Linked DNA regions of Zea mays: all the other regions are linked to region 1. A link is a contact called in public Hi-C data. All regions are on one chromosome and are shown on one strand. Each heading gives the region's core, a stretch centred on a gene start, on an enhancer-like site or on the middle of the called end of the contact. The rest is flanking DNA. Distances are from core to core; before and after follow the strand shown. Region 1 holds the start of LOC541807 (cellulose synthase-9). Region 2 holds the start of LOC100304354. Region 3 holds the start of LOC100284949 (DNA-binding protein EMBP-1).

Evidence for each region. Hi-C and Micro-C count contacts between places; a contact is called where the count stands out from the background.
Region 2: a Hi-C map of leaf shows a contact between it and region 1, with 10 times the contacts expected there. The contact joins the promoter of LOC100304354 here to the promoter of LOC541807 in region 1. A contact is called at or near these places in 9 of 25 Hi-C or Micro-C datasets (bundle sheath, ear, endosperm and 3 more) and 1 of 3 datasets of contacts at active chromatin or transcription factors (leaf).
Region 3: a contact with region 1 is called in a Hi-C map of bundle sheath, with 3 times the contacts expected there. The contact joins the promoter of LOC100284949 here to the promoter of LOC541807 in region 1. A contact is called at or near these places in 4 of 25 Hi-C or Micro-C datasets (bundle sheath, endosperm, leaf and 1 more).

The regions. Positions count from the first base shown.
Region 1 is chr2:165,511,079-165,513,866 of Zm-B73-REFERENCE-NAM-5.0, forward strand. LOC541807 (cellulose synthase-9) reads left to right here and starts at 1,418. Exons shown (of 14, transcript NM_001111489.2): 1 at 1,418-1,812; 2 at 1,913-2,105; 3 at 2,473-2,723. The coding sequence starts at 1,789.
Region 2 is chr2:165,684,885-165,687,672 of Zm-B73-REFERENCE-NAM-5.0, forward strand. It overlaps LOC100304354, which reads left to right and starts at 1,416. Exons shown (of 2, transcript NM_001368191.1): 1 at 1,416-2,788. The coding sequence starts at 1,671.
Region 3 is chr2:165,347,407-165,350,194 of Zm-B73-REFERENCE-NAM-5.0, forward strand. LOC100284949 (DNA-binding protein EMBP-1) reads right to left here and starts at 1,420. Exons shown (of 9, transcript NM_001413239.1): 1 at 1,075-1,420; 2 at 872-982; 3 at 618-760; 4 at 458-515; 5 at 310-358; 6 at 1-242. The coding sequence starts at 1,224.

The DNA of each region.
Region 1 (2,788 bases), core at 168-2,667:
GCTACTACAAGCTGTCCAACTTGTATTTTTATTTGTTTTTATTTTATTTTTCTCTCAAATGTTTTGTGTAGTGCCTTGGGTTTACCTAGCACTAGTTTTGCACACTTGTTTCTCGCCACACCTAACTAGACTCAACTAGGTCAAACCACCCATCTCATGCCTCCTTTATAGTGCGACTAAAGGAAAATAAAGGTACTATCACTAAGTGTGCAACAACTTCAATGACACTTATAACTAGTTGATCTTTAATTTTTTGTATATTCTTTTTAAAAACTGACCATTGGTCTCCATCAATAAGGACATGAATATCTCTTAAACCTAAACATTTTGCATTATTATGATCTAATTTATCTTATCTCTACAAAACATATGATAGTCACTATAATCTTACATTATCAATAGTTACCAAAACTAAACTCTTTTACTCAATTAGAAGACGTTAATGTAACATAATGCTATACACATATTTGATGCCACTATTAATCAATGGTTAATCACATGATAACTTTGCAATAATTATTGTTCACATGTCTTTATATTTATTGGGGATCCTAAAATGTTTAACCACTGAAAAATGTGAAAAACCATAGATTTTTTGGTAGTTGAGAGATTTACGGAAGAGAACAATAACTATTACTACAATCAAAAGAATACGAAATCTTTTGTGTAAGGCTGACTCCAACTAGCCCCATAAAAGCCCCCCAGATTATCCATAGAGGGCACCAAACGCCTCCAACAATGTCTTCTAAAAGATCCCCATATGTGTAGGGAGATGGAATCTCTCTGTATATATAAGGAGAGCACTATGCTTCGCTTATTTTCAGTTACATTGTTTCTTATGTTATTAATTTTGTTTAAGCCCTGTAATTTGATAATAATATGTATTACGGTAGAGGAATGATCAGAGACGGACTATATGTAGGAATTTGTGTAGAGAGATTTAGTAAAATATATTAAAAATATAGATAAGAAAGGATATATATATATATATATATATATATATATATATATATATATATATATATATATAGGGGATGGTTGAAGATAGTCTAAGATCCCATGTAATAACAATATTGTTGTGTATGTTACATATAATAACCCTAGCAGAGTAGCAGTCTTGCACCGCATAACCTGTTACCCGTTGCTTTTGCAGTAGAACCTGCAGTAGAAAATTAATTGCTCCTATGTTATCATTGTTCTATCTAAAATAATCATAGCTCATTAATGACGAGCCGTTGGGCTTATTTTATAGGAACACATGCCACATTTCACACTTGTACACCTAACAATTAGACCGACCCCAGCATATCCTCCGTCGGTGCTCAGGACCGACAGTGAGCACTCACTGCCAAGCGGGCCCTGCACGGCCCCCAGTTCACCCTTCTTCCACCTCCCGCCTCACTGGCACACTCTCCCCGACACAACTCGGCTTAAACTAATCCGAACCCATCCCACCAGACGCGCGCAAATTAACTAGAATCAAAATCGTCTCGCTGCTGCAATAATCTTTTATCAATTCTTAATCCCTCGCGTCGAAAGCGACAGCGGAACCAACTCACGTTGCCGCGGCTTCCTCCATCGGTGCGGTGCCCTGTCCTTTTCTCTCCTCCACCTCCCTAGTCCCTCCTCCCCCCCGCATACATAGCTACTACTAGTAGCACCACGCTCGCAGCGGGAGATGCGGTGCTGATCCGTGCCCCTGCTCGGATCTCGGGAGTGGTGCCGACTTGTGTCGGCTCGGCTCTGCCTAGGCCAGCTCCTTGTCGGTTCTGGGCGAGCTCGCCTGCCATGGAGGGCGACGCGGACGGCGTGGTGAGCGGCGGGAGATCTCTCAGCTGCATTCCGTTTCGTGTTGGCGGTGCATCTTGGGAGTGAAAGACTGAATCTTATGATCCGCTGCGTGTGTGTGCAGAAGTCGGGGAGGCGCGGGGGAGGGCAGGTGTGCCAGATCTGCGGCGATGGCGTGGGCACTACGGCGGAGGGAGACGTCTTCACCGCCTGCGACGTCTGCGGGTTCCCGGTGTGCCGCCCCTGCTACGAGTACGAGCGCAAGGACGGCACACAAGCGTGCCCCCAGTGCAAAAACAAGTACAAGCGCCACAAGGGTAATTTACAGTCCCTTTCTCCATTCCATTTGTTTGATCTAGCTGTCTCTGGACCCGATTTTGAAGTGGCTAGGAAAGTTAGGATCTTTTATCAGAAGCAACAAAGATGTTATTGTTTCTATTTGTGATAGATCTCATGGCATTTTCGGTTAGAGAGGGCGTATTAGATCTGTCGCTATCACTGGATAATATTTTAGCTTGTAGCATGCCTAGTCTTGTCTTTGTGTGCATTCTGTTAGATTGTAGTAACTAGTAAGGGGGAAAAATAATAACTGGAGTTCCATATGATGTGACATCGTGGACTTATGCTCAAGAATAGCAAACAGGATTTGCTAATCATTCTCTGAACTGTGTACGAATCCTTCAGGGAGTCCAGCGATCCGAGGGGAGGAAGGAGACGATACTGATGCCGATGATGCTAGCGACTTCAACTACCCTGCATCTGGCAATGACGACCAGAAGCAGAAGATTGCTGACAGGATGCGCAGCTGGCGCATGAATGCTGGGGGCAGCGGGGATGTTGGCCGCCCCAAGTATGACAGTGGTGAGATCGGGCTTACCAAGTACGACAGTGGTGAGATCCCTCGGGGATACATCCCGTCAGTCACTAACAGCCAGGTTGGTGCCACTACTACCTGGTGGCATTACTATTAAGACATTGTGCCAAAAGGTTTTTGAATATG
Region 2 (2,788 bases), core at 166-2,665, 170 kb after region 1:
CCTTTTTCATTTGCACAAAGCAAAGGCCTTTAGCCTTGTTCTGTAGGAGGTAGCAAAGTGCAAACATGAGAGCCTCGTTTGAGAATACTTCAGTGGTCACCATACAGGCCAGGGTGGAGCTCATTGTTTTAAGGAGCCACCAGAGCCTCAACCACCTTACCAACAACCTCTGTCATGCCCAACATCAGTAAGTAGTCATCTTTCACTAGACCTCTTCATCTTCAAGTTGATGGGCTCGGATGGCTGACTAGGTTACTTCTCCTTGTCACATCCCATCCGACTGGACTCCCCTTTAGCACCATCAAGGTTAATGGGTTGGGCTTGCCCACCACTCACCCCACAATCTAGAGCCCATGTGACCCTAGTACATTGGCTAAAGCTCTCATTAGACCCCATGGAAAATCTGCTAGTTGCCTGGCCACTACCAAAGACGATTTGCATAGGCATGTAGTGCTCTAGGGGAGTATTGAGGTACTCAACATCCTTAGGGTGGTCCTATGGGTGAAATGAAGAGTAAGTACTAAACAAAAAATAGCTAGGAATATGGTTAGGCAAAGGTAATGATACGAGCCTCACCGACACACCTTCTATACCACAAAACAAAACAAGCAGCAATACACACAACAAGGCTAGCAACACGTCGACGACAGAGTTCGTGGTCCATCTAGAGTATAGTAATACTGAGGCATCAGGTCAGAGCAAGCACTAACATGAGGGATCAAACAGTTCATATGCACTAATGAAAATAACATTTTTCAAGCCATGAATGCCACATCCCGAAGGATGCTCCTCCGACGACTTGTAACAAACAACATAGACCATAACACATGTGTTCGGATTAATTTGATAAATTAACAACAAAGGCAACTTGCAATCTAATAGCATGTAGTATCACTCATGATCAAAGGAGCTACCTCAAAAATTGTAAGCAAATAACCAGAAGACAACCACAAAATGAAGAAGAAATATGGAGAGGGACTGAATGGGAAGCAAAGCTTCCAGGATGTACCACGCGGGTGTGAAGCAATCAGATACGAGGTCAACAAGATTGAAGCTCCTTTGCTGCACAAGGTCAAAAACATGTAGAGTTAGACACCCAAACAACATGATTAGGGTCGCCTGCCCTCATCCGGGAGTGCATCTCCTACACCTGGCCCAGCCCTCCCGACGAGATCCGTGGACATTGCTGCCGCCGAGAGATGACGTGTGGGCCTGCTGTGGCCTGACCCCACACGCCAGCCACCTAACTTTAAGACAGAGGAGTCGGTCGCCAGCCCTCATCCGGGCAACCAATCACGCGCCTAGTCTGTCTTGCCGGGGTAACATCCATTGCCATTTCGCACGCGCACACTCTCTCTGGTCTCTGGGTACTAGAATGCACCGAGCACAACTACCTTTCCGGCTTTGTTTCCTCTCTCTCCTCTCCACTTTCTTCTCCCCCTCACGGAGTGCAAGTGCGAGTGGGAGAGTGAGCGGCGGCGGCAGCGGCAGCGCAGCGGCAGTACAGTAGCCACGGCCCCTGTCGCCGCGTGGTGTGCCGTGCCCGTGCCCCCTCTCAGCCTCTCTCTCCCCCTTCCCTACCAGGCTACCCACCCAAAACCACAGAGAAAAGCAGGCCTGGGCACCACCACCGCTGCCTCGCCCCGAGCCAAGAGGAAGCCCCACCCCAAATGCCTTCCTCTTCCCCCTGCTACCGCCACAGCTTCCTCTTCCTGGCCCTTCTCTCGGCGTGCTTCTCGACACCGGGGGCAGCGGACGGCACCGGGGGAGCCGGCGACGGCGGGGATGCCGCGGCAATGCAGGCGCTGCGGCGGGACCTGGCGCCGCCAGGCTGGGGCCCGGGTGCGGACCACTGCGCGTGGCGCGGCGTCACCTGCGCAGCCGCGGGGGCCGGTGGCGTGGTCACCGCGATCGAGCTGCCGCGCCGGGGGCTCCGTGGGGACTTCGCCGCCGCCGCCGCACTCCGCGCGCTGGCGCGCCTCGACCTCTCCGCCAACTCGCTCAGCGGCGGCCTCTCGCCGGCGTTCGGCGCGCTCACCCGCCTCGAGTACCTCGACCTCTCAATGAACGCGCTCACCGGCGCCGTGCCGGCCGCGCTCGCTGGCGCGTCCGCGCTCCGGTTCCTGAACCTCTCCAACAACGCGCTCTCCGGCGCCATCCCCGACGATCTCAGGGGCCTCAAGAAGCTCCAGGAGCTGCAGATTTCGGGCAACAACCTCACCGGCTCCCTCCCCGGCTGGCTCGCGCGGCTCCCGGGCTTGCGCGTGCTGTCCGCCTACGAGAACGCGCTCTCCGGCCCGATCCCGCCGGGGCTCGGGCTCTCGTCGGAGCTCCAGGTTCTCAACCTCCACTCCAACGCCCTCGAGGGGAGCATCCCCAGCAGCCTCTTCGAGCTCGGCAACCTGCAAGTTCTCATCCTCACCATGAACCGGCTCAACGGCACCATCCCCGACACCATCGGCCGGTGCCGCGGCCTCTCCAACGTCCGCATCGGCGACAACCTCCTCTCCGGCGCCATCCCGGCGTCGATCGGGGACGCCACCGGCCTCACGTACTTCGAGGCCAACACAAACGACCTGTCCGGCGGGATCCCCACGCAGTTCGCGCGGTGCGCCAACCTGACTCTGCTCAATCTGGCGTACAACCGCCTTGCCGGCGAGGTGCCGGATGTTCTCGGAGAGCTCAGGAGCCTGCAGGAGCTCATCGTGTCTGGCAACGGCCTCTGCGGCGAGTTCCCGAAATCCATCCTGCGGTGCAGGAACCTGAGCAAGCTGGACTTGAGCTACAA
Region 3 (2,788 bases), core at 170-2,669, 160 kb before region 1:
TTGAGTAACGCTATCACGTCGGGCAAGCGCCAACCCAGGATTCGCTTCCCCCTGCACTGCAGGAACAGCCAAGGCAGGAGAAGTATTCCAAATGTCCATCCCAATGTTCAGATTCGGGGTGGCACTAGGAAGCGCTGCCCTGCCAGGTGCAGACACTGGAAGCTTTGAGGCAGACCTTCCCTTTGCGGGATATGGCGACTCAACCGTAGCATAGCGCACAACAGCAGCTTGAGACGGTTCACCTGGCAAAACACCAATCTTTAATCGCTCACTCCTTTCTGACAGAAAGGCTACAGACAAAACGCTAACCTTCAGCCGACGTGTTACCAGATTTCCTTTTCTTGGGCGCAGATGAACCCTGAGGAGAACAAACATGAACCACAGAAAGCCAGCTAATTACAGGAAAAAACATGCAATTTAAAAATGGCCCCTTGTGGCACAGCAAGTTGATTGGTACCTTATGGTCAGTGTCATCATCTCTCGTCTCTGACGACTCATCGCTGCCGCTGTCACTGCTACACACAGCAGCATTCGAATTGAATTTAACCAGAAAGGGGGGAAGGGGAGAAAAAAATTTAAAACTGCAGCGCTGGCAAGGCAATAGTGAAAGCCGGTACCTCCTGGAGTCGTCCTCACCGGAGGGCGCCCCAGAGCTGCCCTTCTCAGGCGACGCGCCCCCGCCCTTCCCCTTGCCTTTCCCTTCCGGCGCAGTGGCCGCCGCCACCGTGGCGACAGCTTCGCTCGTCGGGTAAGGGACGCCCTGCATAGCAGCAGAGGAGCAAACTCACACCTAAACCCCCTCCAAATCGAAGCTCAATTCTCTCGAATTAGGCACGGGACGGGAGAGCGCGAGATGAGGAGGGACACTCACCGCGGCCATGGACGCGTGCGCGTAGTATGCCGCGGCGGCGCCTGGGTGGTAGACGGGGAACGGCACCGGCGTGCCGAAGGGCGCCCCCGCCGCGGCCGCCGCCATGAGGTGCTGAAATCGGAGGAGAAGCAAGCAAGGAAACCCTAGTCAGAAGCCGCCGCCACGCGAGCGAGCGAGCGCGCACAAAGGGGCCAGAACCTTACCTGCGCCGGCCAGGCGTAGGGGTGCCCCGCGGCGGCGTAGTAGGCCTGGAGCGAGGCGGCCCACTCGGCGTGCGTCTGCGGCGGTGCGGCGACCACGGCGGCGGCGGGCGGCTCCGGCGGCTTGGGCTGCTCGTCGGAGGACGACGCCATGGCGCGCCGAGATCTGGAGGCTCCCCCCCTCTGGTCCTGGGCGGAAGCGAGCGAGCAGCTGTGGCGGTCGGTTTGGGTGCGGTGGGACGCGTGCGCGTCGCCGGCGGTGAGCCTACCGGGGGGCGGTGTGGGGAAGCAGCAGCAGTCGCTGCGCTGCGTTGGGAGGGAGGGAAGGGGAGCAAAAAGGCGCCTGCTTGCTAGGGTTCGGTGTCCTCCCGTCCCCGTGTACGCTTCCCCATGTGCGCGCAGCGACTCGGCTCCGACGTGGCGCGTCACAGTTGGCGCGAAGCTCTGCGGGGCCCGGCGTATCGTCCAGCGGGGTGGACACGCGGACGGCGCTTTTGGAACCGGGTCCACGCGTTGGGCTCGGGTGGGTGCATGGGGCGGGGGGCGCGTAGCTGTTTACTAGGGGCTGGCGGTGGTGCCAGTGTAAAGGACAAGTAGTCATTCGGTGGACGGGCGGTAAGAGAGGGGAGGGCTGGGCACAGGTGGTGCTCGGTGGGTAGGGTGTGCCTTTGGGCTCGCACGTCAGTGGCGTGGGAGGGTGGGTGTAAAGCTGGTGGGGACGTGGGGGATGAGTCGGACGCGACGGGATCCACGCCTCCGCCCTGGGGCCTCGGTCGGAGAGGACGGAGGACAGCACGGCACGCACCGAGTGGAAGCGCCCAGAGCGCCGCCCGAGTCGTACTGGGGCACTGGGCCTTGGGCCTTACGCCGTGGCGCGCGGGCTACGGAAGGCCCGCTTGGCCGTGGTTTCTTCAGCATATGAGACCTTTTTATAGCGCGGGAAAATTATTGGGTTTTTTTTCCTATGAGAACGAACTGGGTAAAATTTCTATATATTTTCTATGGAATTCCTTGTGACTTCTATGAGGAACGACACAGTGAGACCCAAAGGCATGGAGAAATGCGTTGGTACCTTCCATCGTTTCGGCATATTTTCCAAATCGAGTTGGGAAAGAACAACAATCTCCAAAGCATGTGTTCCAAAAGTTTAGCGTCTTCATCTCTTAGGCCCTGTTTGGCACAGCTTATTTTCAGCTTCTTCACAAATTTAAGCAGAACTTCTGCTAAACAGCTAGCTTCTGCAGCAGCTTATCAGTTCAGCTGCTTCTCAGAATACACTAAAAGCAGCCAACAAGTAGAAGCTGCTTTTCACCAGCTTATCAGATAAGCTGCTTTTTCAACAAGCAGCAGTTGTGCCAAATAAGGCCTTAGTCTCTTCCATTCACTTTCATGCGACACAGTGGGTTAATTCGTGTGCCCGAGTCCGGTCGAAAGTTGGATTAGAGTCGTGGAAACTGTATCGGGGTGAAAAGTCGGTCGTTTGTTCAAGTAGGATCGCAAAATCTGATTTTAGCTATAAAATGCTCGTACGCTCTATAGCAAGAACAAATATGGTGAGGGTGCTTTTGGCAGAGTTCTCATAGTTCCGCTCCCATCGAGAATCACTTCTGCCGAGTCAAACGATAAAAATCTGCTTTACAGCCTATTTACCAACAGTTTGAGTTTGAGTTAATCTGCTCCACACTCTTTAACCCCTCAGTAATCACTTTACAGCCTA